Linked DNA regions of Sus scrofa: regions 1, 2, 3 and 5 are each linked to region 4. The links are chromatin contacts, called in public Hi-C and HiChIP or PLAC-seq maps. All regions are on one chromosome and are shown on one strand. Each heading gives the region's core, a stretch centred on a gene start, on an enhancer-like site or on the middle of the called end of the contact. The rest is flanking DNA. Distances are from core to core; before and after follow the strand shown. Region 1 holds the start of SRXN1 (sulfiredoxin-1). Region 2 holds the start of RBCK1 (ranBP-type and C3HC4-type zinc finger-containing protein 1). Region 3 holds the start of TBC1D20 (TBC1 domain family member 20). Region 4 holds the start of CSNK2A1 (casein kinase II subunit alpha). Region 5 holds the start of TRIB3 (tribbles homolog 3).

Region 1 (2,700 bases), core at 146-2,645, 110 kb after region 4:
ACCCAGTAGGGGCTGTCAGGGAAGATACTGACCCGAAGACCAAGGAGGATTAGAAAGAGTAAAAAAGACACGAAAGAGTTTTCCAGGGGTGGGGTGGGGTGGAAAGTCTGTGCAAAGGCCCAGTGGTGGGAGAGAGCACACAGGGCCAGATCCTTCAACAACAGCCAGGCACCGTGTTCATGTCACGGAAAGAGCAAGATAGGACCAAGTCTCTGCTTCTATGGAGTTCACACGAGGTGGGGAGGAGGGACAATAAAACCCAAACAAATGTATAAAATAACTCAGCGGGACACAAACCCTGCAAGGAGAAATACCTCGGGTTAAGGGGGGAGCCACAGAACAGGGAGGCAGGGACCTAACCCCAGAGGGGCAGCAGGCTCTCTGGGAAGCAGTTCCAGGCAGGAGGAACTACCAGCAGTGCAAAGTCTAGGACTGAAAGACATGCCTGGAAGCAGGAGAGGTGTCTGGTGGGGCCTCAGGGTCTCACATGGCCACCCTCCAAGGGTCTGGGGGAGGGGGACAAGATGTCATGCAGGACACCTATGGCCCCTCCCTCCCCTCTCATTCCTGCCAGGATCACACCAGCCTTCTCCAGCATCCTCTCTGAGCTGTGGCTGACCTGTTCCTCTCCCAGTTCCAGTTCAAACAAGGCCCTCTCTGCAGACAGGACCCCACCCCCACCCCAGTCCCACTGCCACAGCCAGAAGTGACCACACATCTTATCTTAGGATAATGTGGTGGCCATGCAGCTGGGCACTGTGGCCAGGCTGTACCACTTTCTTAAATGCCTGACCTTGGACAAGTTGCTTGAATCCTCTTGTGCCTTATTTCCTCGTCTGTAAAAGAACCTCTCAGGATTGGCATGAAGAAGCTAAGCACTTAAAAGAGCTCCTGGGCCATTTCAAATACCATCTTGATAGGAGTCAGAGATTGTTATTTTTATTCTCTCCTCCAATCTCCTTGCTCAAAGAGGAAACAGAGGTCCAGAGAGGCCCAGCAGCTTGCTCAAGGTCACACAGCAAATGCTGAGCTGCGGGGGAGACTGAACCAGTCCCGTCTGGCGTCCGGCGCATCCTCCCTCCTCTGAAGCCCTCCCAGCTGCCAGCTTCCCCCAGGGCCTCACCCGGATCGTGTCCACGAGGCTCTGCACCTTGGCCGGGTCCAGCACAGACGGCAGCGGCCGGATGAGCACGCTCAGCGGCACGTTGTGCACCGCGGCGATACAACCCGAGTGGATGCTGCCGCCCTGCGCGCTGCCGCTCGGCCCAGGTCCCTCGGGCGACCCCCGGCCCATCCCGGCCCTGCCCAGCGCTCCTCCGCACGCAGTCCCATCTCGCCGCCGTCGCTACCGCCGCCGCCACTAGACGCACCTCCTCCCAAGGGCTTTAACCCCGGCCGGGCCGTACCATTCTGCGCAGGCGGCGGGGGGCCCGGCCAGTGCGTCTCTCTCCCCCGGCCCCGCAGTGGTCCGGCCCATCCCCCGCGCGTCCCCGCGGGACCTCGGCTCCACTCGCCCGGCGCCGCGGGATGCACGCGGGGCTCCGGCTCTCCGCTGGGGGGCGCCGCACCGCTTCTCCTCTTCCGCTCGGCGTCCCGGGAGTGGAAGCGTCCGGGCAGGCTGACTCAGGGTGAGTCTGCAGGTCGTGGGGCGGGAGGGGCGCCGATGGCTGTGCGTCACACACCGGGGTGACTCAGGTCCGCGGGAGGCGGGGGCGGGGACGCGGCGTGGAAGGGGCCAGATCTGCCCGGCGAGAGTGAGTTGGCAAAACCTCGCTCTTGGCAGCCCAGCCTTTGGAGCCTTAGCGGTAATAGCGGTAGAAGTAATAATAATACCTACCAACAACAGTAATATTACGAGTCTGACGAATCTGGTGCTGTGTCGGGCACTGTCTTAAACACTTTGCATGTACATTAGTTTATTTAAACCTCAAAACAAGTCTGCAAACTAGGTATGATTAACTCCTATTTTGCAGACGGGGGAAACTGAGGCACAGCTTGGTTTAAGAGACTTGCCCAGGGAGTTCCTGTCGTGACTCAGTGGTTAACGAATCCGACTAGGAGCCATGAGATTGCAGGTTCGATCCCTGGCCTTGCTCAGTGGGTTAAGGATCCTCGTTGCCGTGAGCTGTGGTGTGGGTTGCAGACATGGCTCGGATCCCGCGTTGCTGTGGCTCTGGCGTAGGCCGGTGGCTACGGCTCTGATTCGACCCCTAGCCTGGGAACCTCCATATGCCTTGAGAGGGGCCCAAGAAATGGCAAAAAGACAAAAAAAAAAAAAAAAAAAAAAAAGAGAGAGAGAGAGAGAGAGAGACTTGCCTAAGGTAATGAGCTAGTAAGTGGCTCGACCAGGGTTTGAATCCTAGCAGCCTGACTTCAGAGTGTGTTCTGTACCCACTGTTGGTTTGTATGTTGAGATACCTGTGACTCAACTCAGAATGGCTATAAGCGTTAAGAAGATTTGTATTTTCACATAATTAAGATGTCTGGAGGTAGGCATATCCAAGGCTGGTGAAGAAGTAGCTGAACAATGTCAGGATGGAGACTTAAGCCTCCTGTTGAGATTAAGGTGAGGTACCTTTCTCTGGGGCTAATGTAAGTTTGGGACTGGAAGCTGGAGACATTCTAGGATCTATGCAATATCCTTTTGTTTTAGTTTGGATTCTCCCAGAAGTAGATCCCAAGTCTGGGACTTGTATGCGG
Region 2 (2,700 bases), core at 49-2,548, 110 kb before region 4:
TGTGGTGCAGGCCAGCAGCTACAGCTCCAATTGGACCCCTAGCCTGGGAACCTCCATATGCCATGGGTGTGGCCCTAACAAGCAAATAATAATAATAAAATAAAATATTGGATGGAGTTCCCGTTATGGCTCAACAATAATGAACCCAAAAAGGATCTATGAAGATTCAGGTTAGATTCCTGGCCTCGCTCAGTGGGTTAAGGGATCAGGTGTTGCCCTGATCTGTGGTGTAGGCCAGCAGCTGCAGCTCCCATTCAACCCCTAGCCTGGGAACTTCCATATGCCGCATGTGCTGCCCTAAAGAGCAAAAAAACCCAAAAAACAAACAAAAAACCAGACTAGATGTGTGTGTGTGTGTGTGTGTGTGTGTGTGTGTGTGTGTGTGTGAAATCTCAGAGTGGATAGGGAAGACTTTTGCGTAAAAAGGTGAATCTGCCATTGTCACTCTGCTGTGGTGTGCATTCTATCCCAGGAACTTCCACATGCCCTTGGGCACCACCACACACACACAATAAAGGGCAAGAAAAAACCATGAAGATATTTGGGCTATGGCAAGTGCAAAGAACCTGAAGTGGGAGTGTATCTGCTTTGTTCCAGGACCTAGAGGCCAGTGGGGCTTGAGTGGAGTGCGCCAAGAGGAGAGTAGTCAGAGAAGCAGCAGGGGCAGGTTGTAGGCCTTGGGAGGACCTCGGCTTTACTTTTGAGATGGGAGCTACTGGGAGTGTTTTGAGGAGTGGCATAGTTTGATTTACAGTCTAACAAGACCTCTGGCACCTGGGTATAAAATAGACTGTAGTGGCCAAAAGGGGAAGCAAGGATCCTAATGAGGAGGCTGGTGCAGGACACCTGACGAGAAGGATGGAGATGGAGTGGGATGGGACCTGGAGGAGATGAGAGGTGACAGATTTTGGATCTGTTCTCCAGGCCAAGCCATAGGATCTGCTGATGAGAGGTGGGGAAAAGTTTCGGCGCGGGGAGACTGGAGGATGCAAAGAGCTTCCAGCTGTGCTCAGCGAATGCAAACTTCATTAGTGGCCTAATCAAAGGGTGGAGAGTAACCGCCGAGAAGCGGTGTTCGGCTGCCTAAGGGTGGGATTCTGAGCCCATCCGACCTGGATTGAAATTCAGTTTCCTGGCCCCAGGCAGGTCAGAAACCAACAGAATTTTTATTTCTCCTGCAAAAGAAGCGAGGATCTTCCCGCGCACAAATGTGGTGGCAGCGGGGCTGCACAGGGGCGGCCTCGGCGCCCCGCCCCACCGGCCCTCCGCCCAATCCCCGCCCCCTCCCGCCCTCGGCCCCGCCCCGCCCCTCCCGCAGGGATGCCAGCGCGGCTGCGCGGGTGAGTGAGGGTCACGGGGTCCGAGTTCGCCCGGGAGGGGAGTGGGAATGCCGGGCCTCGCGGGACGGAGCGCTCCGGACGGTTGTGTCCCAGGCGGAAGCAGCTGCTGGGTGGCCAGCGGGCGGTCGCGGGGCGAAGGGGCGCGGGTCCCGAGACAAGCTTCCGAGGCACTTCCGGGGCTGCCACTTTCACTTTCTTTTCCGTTGAGGCGGCTCCGCTCTCTCTCCTGACTGACAGGAGCCGCCCGGAGGGGAGGGAGTTGGGCTAAAATCCCGGGCGCCGGGGGGCGCTCCTGGTCCCAGCAGGGAAAAGGGGCTCTTCTCCGGGGACGGCTAGCACCCGGGCTGTGCGGCGTCGCTCCTACCCCGCCGGGCCTGGCCTGTTTCTTCTGTCGCCCTTTGCAGGCTCAGCCTGGTGCCTCTGCCATTTCACCTCCCACTCGGGGGCACCCGGCCGGTTCTCTATCCCAGGCCCCCATCCCCAGCCTTCGGGTAGAGTGATGCTACCCGACTGGCCCCGGGGACACCGAAGCACAAAGAAAGCTCGGACCGCGCCAGAGGCCACCGGCCGGAGCTGAGTTGCTCGTGGTGGCCTGTCCTCTACCAGGTGACCCAGGGACAGCATTTCCCCGGAGCTGCAGCCCCCGCCTGGGGGGGATGGGCACAATCACGCGAGATGGACGAGAAGATCAAGAAAGGTGGGCACAGGCTGGAGGCGACTGAGAAACTTTGGGTGGGAGGGGGGCCCTGCCAGGACCAGGCCTCCCCTGCTCAGAAGGGCATTAAACCTCCCCTCCCATTGCCCTCTTGCCCCTCTCTTTCCTCCCTTGGGGCCCGGTTGCTTCCGGAGGCATCTTGTCATTCATTTATTTGATGCCTCTTGAGGCCTCCTGGGCCAGCTATGCTGAGAAGGGAGTGGGGAGTTATCCGAGGAGACAGGAGACCTCCCCTGCTGTGGGGAACAGACTTCTATTACCTGAATACTGGGGGTCCTTGCCTCCTCTCTGGCCCCCTCTGCTCACTGTGGTAGAACTTAAGTTAGGTCATGTGACCGTCCTGCTCATGTACCCCCCTGTGTTCCTTTGTTCTTAGGACAAGGCCCAGGGCCTTTGGATAGCCCACAGGCCTGCTAGCTTCATTGACCTCAGGGTCCTCCCATTTCCCCTCTTATTCTGCTGGAGCCCCAGGGCTTCTGTTCTAATCCACCCATTTCTTGCTCAAGACCTTTCCCTTTCTCTCCACCTGGAACGCTTTTCCCCAACTAGGTCTTCGAATATCCAGCTTCTCCTCCTTTCCGTCTGAGCTTCAGTGTCACCTCCTCCTAGAGGCCTTCCCGGATCTCCTCACCCTGTTCATTTCCT
Region 3 (2,700 bases), core at 6-2,505, 67 kb before region 4:
GAGGAGTGAGCCCATTTCCATGCAGGATTAGAACAGGAGAAAAGAGGGATAACAGAATGAACCCAGAGACAAAATGTGAATACCTGGTGCTTCATCAAACCATGGGCTGAATATGTGGTTGGTTCTATTATCTTTTCCACGAAAAGACGGAAAAGTGGGAAAATGACCTTAGTCCAACCCAGGGAGGGGAAAAAAGGGTATTTTGCTTGGTAAAGAGGAAACAATAATTTGAACTGTCCTGTATTAACAGTATGGAAAACATAATGGAAAATACAGTGCCCAGAGAAACCATGATTTCATGGAAATTACTGTTTAGTGTAAGACATTACAAAAAATAGAATTGTTCTTCACACAATTAGATAACATTACAAGAGGTGGCACAAGATTGAGACAGAAAATAGACTGGTGGCTGCCAGGAGCTGTGGAGAATGGGCTATGGGGACTGATGGCTTTTCTTTTTGGAATTAGAAATGCTGTGGAATTAAGACAGTGCGATGGTTGCACCACCTTGCCAGTGTACTAAGGACCACTGCACTGGACACTTTAAAGAGTGAATTTCGTGGTAATGAAAAGAAATCTGTGGTCCAGGGAGGCCGTGTCGATCCAGACCTGAAGTTTGGGAAACCGGCCTGACCACTAGGGAGGCGGCCCGGGGAACCTGCAGACGTGGCCCGACAGTCTCGGCCGGCCGGGGACGAGGCTTGGCCTCGGCTCTCAGGGACAGCCAGTTCTCCTCTCCAGATGTGACGAGGCCGGACTCGGGGCCCCCGCCTCGTCCTTCCCACGGGGGACCCGAGTCTGCCGCCAGGGTTCGTCGGGTCGCCTCAGTATCCTCTGACTCCCAATGCCAGGCTCTCTTCCCCTTCAGACGTGACCCAGGCCGTCCGCCTTTTCCTCCCTCACTGTCCCGACCCCGGCCGCGGCCCCGGGCGCACCCCGCGCGCTCGTCTCGGGGCCCCCATCCCGCGGTCCCCTCGGGTGCCGCCCGCGCCTCGGCCCGCTCCTCCGGCAGCCGTCCCCTGCCCCTGCGGCTGTCCTCGCAGGCCGCTCCCCGGCTCCCCGTCGGCTTCCGTACCTGCCTTCTCCGCGCCGCCGTCCCAGCGAGGAGACGTGGGGCCGTCACCCTGCGCACTCCGGAGGGCCATGTCCCGGGGGCCCGGGCACCGGCCCGAGCCCCGGCTGGTGGCGGAGCAGAGAGAAGGCGCGGCTGCAGCTGAGGCCGCGGGATTCGGCGCCGGCTCCGCGGGCCAAGCTCGGCTTGGTCAGCCCGCGGCGCGCAGGCGTCCCCGCGCGGGCCCCGCCCCGTGCCGGCACGTGACCATCCGCTGCGCTGGGGCGGGTGGCGGCGGGGAGGGCCGCGGTCGCCGGGACCCGCACGCAGGCGCCCTGAGCGGCGAGCGGAAGCGCGCAGGGAGCACACCCCTCAGAGTTAGTTCCAGCTCAACTTCTTGGAGTGTGGCGCCCTCGAACAATGTGTTCAGGAGATTTTATCATTTGTTTCGTTTTCCTTATCTATAAAATGGAACTGATGATAAGCCCCTGAACTTACAAGAGGTCTTGGGAAAGTGCTTAGAGCAGTACCAAGCATATAGTAACTACAATTTTTCGCTGTATCTTTTGCTTACCAAGAATTTTACTTCCAGTCTCGTTTCCCCACAGGTACTCCCATCATCGTACTTGGTGACTTCAGGGTTTAGCAGAACCATCGCTTATGGTTATGCAGGTTGGGCACAGCACAATGCCAGGAGCCGCTGTTCACATAGCCAGTATTCCCTTTCAGTTGTACAAAACTGGCCATTCATCCAAAATGCCCATCTGTCCTGTCAAGTCTTTGCCATCCTTCTCCGTCTCCAGTGACAATCCTTTCTCTTCTCTCCCTTATATAGGCCACCCATTCACTCCGTCAAACCCCTATTTTTGTGGCCAGAGGCTGCCCCGCCTCTGAAATCTCCAATGCTAGGCACCCCTCCCCTCCCCACGGAAATTTTCATGATTCTAGTTGCCCGATGACCCTGAACAGTAATTCTTTATTCCGAGGCCTCTAACCCATGGAATCCATTACTGCTGACCCCTCTTGATTTCATACCCATCCTGCCCAATTCGGGTTCCGTGGTCCGCCATCAGATAGTAAGTCTTTTTTAAAAAGGTCCTTGGGTCCTTGGGGTAGCTTTCATGAGCAGAAAAGACTCTGAAGTTAATTTGTTCAATTTATTAAAATTAGAAATCCCCAAGTCGAGTTTTTCCTTAATTTCAACTGACAAATTTTACAATCCCATTCAGAAATCTAGTAAATTTTAACAATCACTTTTTGGTACTGTAACTGAGCAGGACCCTATGGGGCCTTCCCAGGACAGAACCTCCCTTGCCCCACACCCTCCCCTCCCCAGGGCCCCTGTCTGCCTCTTGCCTGGAGGGAGACTTTAGCCTCCCAAGCCTTCCCTGAGTTCCAAAGAATAAATATAATAAGAAAAGTGAGAAAATGTAAAAATAAAGGAAAATAGTCAAATAAGACAAAAATAATAATAGTTTAGCCATTGAACAAAGTGAAGGACTTTTAGCTCCTCCTCAAGGGCTATAGATAATATTTCTGAGCCATATCCTTTGGGTTGTTTTGCAGATACTGAAACCCCCATTAGGAGGAAGAAGCACGGAGAAGAAGCCCACAAGCACGGAGACCCTAGATTGGTTGGAAACAGAAGG
Region 4 (2,700 bases), core at 3-2,502:
CTTACAGCTAAGTAGCAGTGGCACTTATATTTGAGAATCTAGATATTTACTGCCACTCCTTAGATGGAATGGGGTCTTCCAACTCTTAGAAAAATCTTCCTTTTCTAGCTTTCTTCTCATTTTCTCTCTCCAAGACCCCTTCTCATAAAATTTAGCAGTTGAAAGTTAATCAAGTCTTCCCTAATTTGCCACCTCTTTTCCAAAACTCTTGCCTTCCCACAAGAGCGATAGCCAAGAAACCACTTCTCCTGACCCTGACTTTGCTTCCCCAAAAACAAACTACATAAGCTCCACCCATGACCTGCCAAGGCTAGAAATGTTCCAATGCTGCAAAAACAAAAAACAAAAAAAACGAAACAACCCCCCCCACAACAACCGAAAAACAAAAACAAAATTAAAGTCCTACTCTTCAAAAGGTCACAAACTAACATGTATACTCTCAGTCAACCTTTCATTCGAAATACCTCTCCTCTTCCACCAAGCTCCCAACTAACCCTTAACTTCATTCAACTCTACCCGTTCTGCCCCACTACGTGGTTCCCTTCCCCTTTATCCCCAGTGACCTCGCCCCGGGTCCCTCCACCTTGCACTCTAGTGTGCAGGTGGGAAGCCCAGCCTTGCCCAGAGGGACCTTAGTAGGCCCTCACTCCAGCTGCTGTGCTCCGCGAGAGGGCCCACCCCAGCCTACACAGCCGGCACCACTCCCCTAGGCACCCTCCTCCAGCATCCCCCCTGCGGCCCCACCCCTCAAGCTCCCTTCCCCCTCTGGCGACCCCCTCCTCCAAGTTGCCCCCTAGTCTCCGCCCCGACCCAGCCCTCTCCCCAGCAATAAGCCGGACTCTCGAGAGCCAGTTCCCACCCTCACATCAGCCTCTGCCCCCCAGCCTCACTCCCCGCCCTAGGGGATGGCCCCAGGCCTCCCCGATGGGCTGCAGGGGCCCCGGCTGGTGTGTGTGTAGAGGGGGGGGCAGGGGAAGGCGAAGGGCCGCTCGGGAGTCCGCTGGAAGCGTGAGAGGCGGCCGCGCCCCACTGCCCCATCCTGGGCCCAACCCCACTCCACAACGACCTCGCCTGGCGACTCCCACGGTACCTGTGGTGGAAGCGGCAGCGGTGGCGGCCGCACTCCCCTCTCCTCACACAGACAATATGGCGGCGGCGGAGGAGGAGACACACGGCTCGGCCGCCAGCCGCAGGGCCCAGAGCGAGGCTGCAGCCGCCGCTGCCGGAAGCGGAAACCCCCTCGGACCGGGAGGCGGGGCGGGACCGCTTCCGACTCCGCCCCCAGCTGACTGTAGCAGAGTGCGGCCATGGTGGGATGTCCTATTGTACGCTAGGGGTTCAGTTCCGGACCAGGGTGCAAAATGGAAGGAGTTCTCGACATAAAGCATAAAAGCGAAGCTTGTAGTAATTAAGCACATTTTATTTCAGCGCCTGTATGAACTGACGAGAGAGAGAACACGAACCTCCCACTAAGTGTACAGTTGGTTTGACCCAAGGTAAGATGGCGGTCCCTAGTTTCCCGCACTTCACCCCGCTGGCGAGTCCTAGCAGTCTGCAAGCTGGCCCGCCTTTCTTGAAAAGAAGCATGCGCGACCTGCAGAGCTGTAGAGCGAAGCATTTTGGGAATTGAAGTCTCTTGCTGTGGTCCCTCGTTTAGGGTCAGGGCTTTAGCAGCACATTTTTTTTCTGCTCAGACTTCGAGTTCTGGAACAAGTGAACGAAAGTTGGACCCCGGGAGTGGTGTGGCGCAGGAGTCGAGGAGGTGATGGTACTAGCCCTCTAGAGATTGAGACCCGGTTCCTCCCTCATACAGGAGTCCTAGTTAGAGCTGCCCATGCAGGATAAATTTTCTCCCTTCGATCTGCCGCTCCTCCACCCCGCTTGCCTGAGCTATCTTCCTAAGGCAGCTACAGGGCACTTTCTACCGTGCAAAACTGATCTTGACGTCCTCTTGGTTGAAAACCTTTCAAGGCTTTCCTTTGTGCAGCAAAGACAGCCCAAGCTCTTCTCTTGACATCCAAGTTCCTGCATAATTTGGACACTCCCCACACCCTATCCCCAGCCTCTTCTACCCCTCTTACTTCAGCTTCCTGATGCGCCCACTCACTAAAACTGCAGACTATTCCTGGAACTTATCTGTGTTGCCTCCTTCCCTTTGCACGGGCAGTTACTTCTGTTCCTGTCACCTCCTGGACCGGCTAACTTCTGTATGTTACTCGAACTAATTCAGGGATCCTTTCCTTTGTGGATCTTTCCTCCCTTTAGTTCCTCCAGACCTAGGCACCGTTACTCAGCAACCCTAACCTGCCCCTTCCATCAGACTGTGAGCCCCCAGTGGACAGGGCTGAGTCTGATGATCACCCTGTTCCCTGCAGGCCCTGCTAAAAGCTGGTGTCTTAAGTGTTACTGAGAGGAATTCAAGTGTTAGCCTCAGACAGAGGTGTGAGGTCTGGAACAAGGGTGAGGAGGCTGGGTTATTTTGGTACCAGCTCTTATCCCTGAGCTGCCTCAGAATAGCTGCTTGACCCAGGGATGGCCCTCCCCACCCTCTCCAGTCCCCCTTTCACAGTTCGTCAGCTGATTGGCACCTCTGCTCCCAAAGAGACAATCTCCTCCTCTGTGGGATGAGGGTGGTGGCAGCTGTAGACGTAGTGATGGCCTCAAGGAAGTGGCCATGACCCTTTTTGGGGCTCGTCTGTC
Region 5 (2,700 bases), core at 9-2,508, 130 kb before region 4:
TACTTCCCAGCCATATCTTATAGAGAATAAATCTATGCTATTTATTCAAGAAAATATATGACACATCATCTATTTGAAATTATCTGGGCCTACTGATTTTATTTTCTTGAGAGTGCTCTGTCTCCCCACTGATTTATAAGATCCCTGAGGATGGGGGTGAGTCAAGCTTGTCACCACTGTCATCCAGCAATTAGAACAGGGTCTGACACAACATGAAGCAGTTAAGAATGCATAAGTCAACCCAGCACAGTCTTGCTTCAGTGAGGCCCTGGAGAGACAACATCCTGCCTTTCTTTGCCTCTTATGGCTGTAGGAGAGCCCAGTCAGTCTAGCTCCTGGTGTAGAAAATGAGTTCATTCATCGCTCCAGGCTGGGGGAGTCTCCAGGGTTAAATCAAATCCCAGAACCTCCTGGTATGCTCTAGGGCTCTGACACACACACACACACACACTCAGAGGAGCTGATCCCTAAGGTTCTGCAACCGGGGAAACAAAGCTAACTCCACCCACCTTCCCTTAACCTCTGTCTGGTGGAGTTATTTTTTGACACTGGTGAACTCAGACATCAAGGCCTAAAGGGAATTGGACCCTTGGGGCTGCACAGGGATGCTTCTCCAAACAGCTAGTGGCACCAGGGCTTCCCAGGCCAAGCGTGCAATTCCTGTTATAGGTGCCGGCTCTCCTTGAGCCTCCAGTTTCCACTCCTTTAGTATCTACCAGGTGCCGGGCGGCACAGCTCTAAGCGTTTAACATGTGTTAATTTATTCAATCTATTTCCTCAGGTAACACAGTGGGCACGCTTTGGCCCACTTTTCTTAACTACACGGCTGAAGTGCCTCTATTATATGCATGCTGTGAAGGCTACCCCACCCTAGTTCTCCCCGGGGCACAACAATTGTTCTATTGAGCTCCTAAATCCACGGCCTTTGCAGAGCTACCCCCCCACCCTGTAGCTGGGCCTCAGGCTGCTCCTTAGTAGAATGGGGAGAATGGAGCTTTCTGCCCGCCCAAGGTTCTCCTATACTGCAATGAAACAATGGCGGGAAAGTGCTTTATAACCCGGGAAGCACGCAGGAAACTATCACTGTTCTTTTTCTCTTCAGGCCCATCCTGAGAAGGTAGGATGTTCTTCCGTTTCACAGGTGGGAAAACTGAGGCCCAGAAAGGCAAAATGCTGTTTCCAAGGTGAAAGGGAAAGTCGGTGGCTCGCCTGCGGACCACACACGAGGAGCGGGGCGGGGCGCGCTCTAGCGGGGACCTCAGGGGGCGGGGCGCAGGGGATGGTGCAATCCCCCGCCGGAGGGCATCAGGCGGCGGCTGATTAGCTCAGGTTTACATCACCCGGGCCGGAGTTGAAGCCCGGCTCCCTGCGCTCCCGAGACACTCGCGGCGGAAGCGGCGGCGACTCGGCACACATTCCGGCTGCTGGGGACCCGGGCCAGAGCCCCATCCGGAGCCGACCTCAGCCGGGGCCGAGCGGCCTGGGCCATCGTGGGTGCCTGGCGACTCTTGAGCTTGGCCGGCACCAGGACCCCGCCGCTGGCGAGGGCAAGGTACCTGGCGGGAGCGGGAGGTGGTGGATAGAGGGGCGACCCGGAGCCTCCGTCCGGTCCGGGGGGCGATCTGGGCTGAGTGTTCCCGCTCGGACCCGGTGACGCGGCCCCGCGGGGCGTAGGGTCGCCGAGTGCAGCCGACGCGGGCGGGCGCGAGGGTGCGCCCCAGCGGGGCGTGGCAGCGTGTCGCCGGGACGGAGGGAGTGGGGACTGTGTTGGCCCCACGCCGCCCCCGCAGGGGTGTGTAGTGTCTGCGTTTGCTGGAGTGTGGGGCGGGCTGGGGAGCTGTGTGGTTGGGTGCGGGGAAGTCTGTGGGGTCCCTGGCGGCCAGGGGGCCTCTGTAACTGTGGGGTGTGCCGGTGCGGATCTGAGTCCGCGTGGGCCAGTGGGGTCCTGATGAGGCCGTGTCTCCTGGGCGCCCGCGGCAGGTGCTGGCGGAGTTGTGCGGAGACCGGCCGGGGTGCTCGCCAGCGGGGCAGGCGCAGGGTCAAGGGCTGCCGGCGCGCGGCGTGCGGGCGTGGCTCGCAGGTACGCTCCGCCTGGAGGCCCTGGTTCACACGCTGTACGGTGCGTGCGTATTCCGTTCCTGCCGACTGTGTGTGTTGTACCTGGATTCTGGGGTGAGGGTGGAGCGAGGCCTCTTACCCCAGACCCGGGGCCCAGTCGCCTTCCCTTTGCCCGGTCCCTGCCCCGCCGCCGACCCTCGGCTCCCGCTGAACCTTCTGCCCCGGGACGCTCGCCGCTTCCGCTCCCACGAGACTAGCCCAGCTGCCCAGGCCGGGGCGAGGCCACCTACTTCTTTCGCGCTGGGGTCGTGGCGGGGAGGGAGGGTCAGACGAAGCGTGTGGCCTTGGTAACTGTCCCGCAGTCGTGAGTACATAGTTATGAGAGCTTTGCTGGCTTGTGTATGCACATCTGCCCTTGGAGGGCGAGATGTGTGTCACTTAATGATGTGTGCACCCCTCTCTGACCTGCATGTGTGCCTTGACTGGCTGGATTGGACAGTGTTTCTGAGGGGCGTGTGTACACCTGTCTGCCCTGAGTCATGTGAGTTATATGCGGTTGGTATGACCCGCCCTTGTTCTCCAGAGAGCGTCAGAGAACAGCAAGAGATTGATACTAGCGGATGCCTGCATCCTGCTGCAGAG

The links. A called contact is a pair of places that touch in the nucleus more often than the background predicts. HiChIP or PLAC-seq counts read pairs in DNA pulled down with a chosen protein or histone mark.
Region 1: an H3K27ac HiChIP or PLAC-seq map of alveolar macrophages shows a contact between it and region 4. The contact joins the promoter of SRXN1 here to the promoter of CSNK2A1 in region 4. A contact is called at or near these places in 2 of 5 promoter capture datasets (fetal liver and liver), 4 of 47 Hi-C or Micro-C datasets (adipose tissue, embryonic fibroblasts, fibroblasts and 1 more) and 1 of 2 datasets of contacts at active chromatin or transcription factors (alveolar macrophages).
Region 2: an H3K27ac HiChIP or PLAC-seq map of skeletal muscle shows a contact between it and region 4. The contact joins the promoter of RBCK1 here to the promoter of CSNK2A1 in region 4. A contact is called at or near these places in 2 of 5 promoter capture datasets (fetal liver and liver), 5 of 47 Hi-C or Micro-C datasets (embryonic fibroblasts, heart right ventricle, liver and 2 more) and 2 of 2 datasets of contacts at active chromatin or transcription factors (alveolar macrophages and skeletal muscle).
Region 3: a contact with region 4 is called in an H3K27ac HiChIP or PLAC-seq map of alveolar macrophages. The contact joins the promoter of TBC1D20 here to the promoter of CSNK2A1 in region 4. A contact is called at or near these places in 2 of 5 promoter capture datasets (fetal liver and liver), 5 of 47 Hi-C or Micro-C datasets (embryonic fibroblasts, heart right ventricle, liver and 1 more) and 2 of 2 datasets of contacts at active chromatin or transcription factors (alveolar macrophages and skeletal muscle).
Region 5: a contact with region 4 is called in a Hi-C map of omental adipose tissue, with 1.6 times the contacts expected there. The contact joins the promoter of TRIB3 here to the promoter of CSNK2A1 in region 4. A contact is called at or near these places in 2 of 5 promoter capture datasets (fetal liver and liver), 5 of 47 Hi-C or Micro-C datasets (alveolar macrophages, fetal heart ventricle, liver and 2 more) and 2 of 2 datasets of contacts at active chromatin or transcription factors (alveolar macrophages and skeletal muscle).

Annotation. Positions count from the first base shown.
Region 1 is chr17:34,581,072-34,583,771 of Sscrofa11.1, reverse strand. SRXN1 (sulfiredoxin-1) reads right to left here and starts at 1,395. Exons shown (of 2, transcript XM_003134361.4): 1 at 1,124-1,395. The coding sequence starts at 1,294. LOC106506648 (a long non-coding RNA gene) reads left to right here and starts at 1,409. Exons shown (of 3, transcript XR_002339912.1): 1 at 1,409-1,628.
Region 2 is chr17:34,799,826-34,802,525 of Sscrofa11.1, reverse strand. RBCK1 (ranBP-type and C3HC4-type zinc finger-containing protein 1) reads left to right here and starts at 1,298. Exons shown (of 13, transcript XM_021078286.1): 1 at 1,298-1,340; 2 at 1,947-2,037. The coding sequence starts at 2,016.
Region 3 is chr17:34,758,934-34,761,633 of Sscrofa11.1, reverse strand. TBC1D20 (TBC1 domain family member 20) reads right to left here and starts at 1,255. Exons shown (of 8, transcript NM_001244620.1): 1 at 1,076-1,255. The coding sequence starts at 1,145.
Region 4 is chr17:34,691,512-34,694,211 of Sscrofa11.1, reverse strand. CSNK2A1 (casein kinase II subunit alpha) reads right to left here and starts at 1,252. Exons shown (of 13, transcript XM_003134359.5): 1 at 1,091-1,252. LOC110257457 (a long non-coding RNA gene) reads left to right here and starts at 1,291. Exons shown (of 3, transcript XR_002340068.1): 1 at 1,291-1,496.
Region 5 is chr17:34,818,150-34,820,849 of Sscrofa11.1, reverse strand. TRIB3 (tribbles homolog 3) reads left to right here and starts at 1,258. Exons shown (of 4, transcript XM_013983169.2): 1 at 1,258-1,552.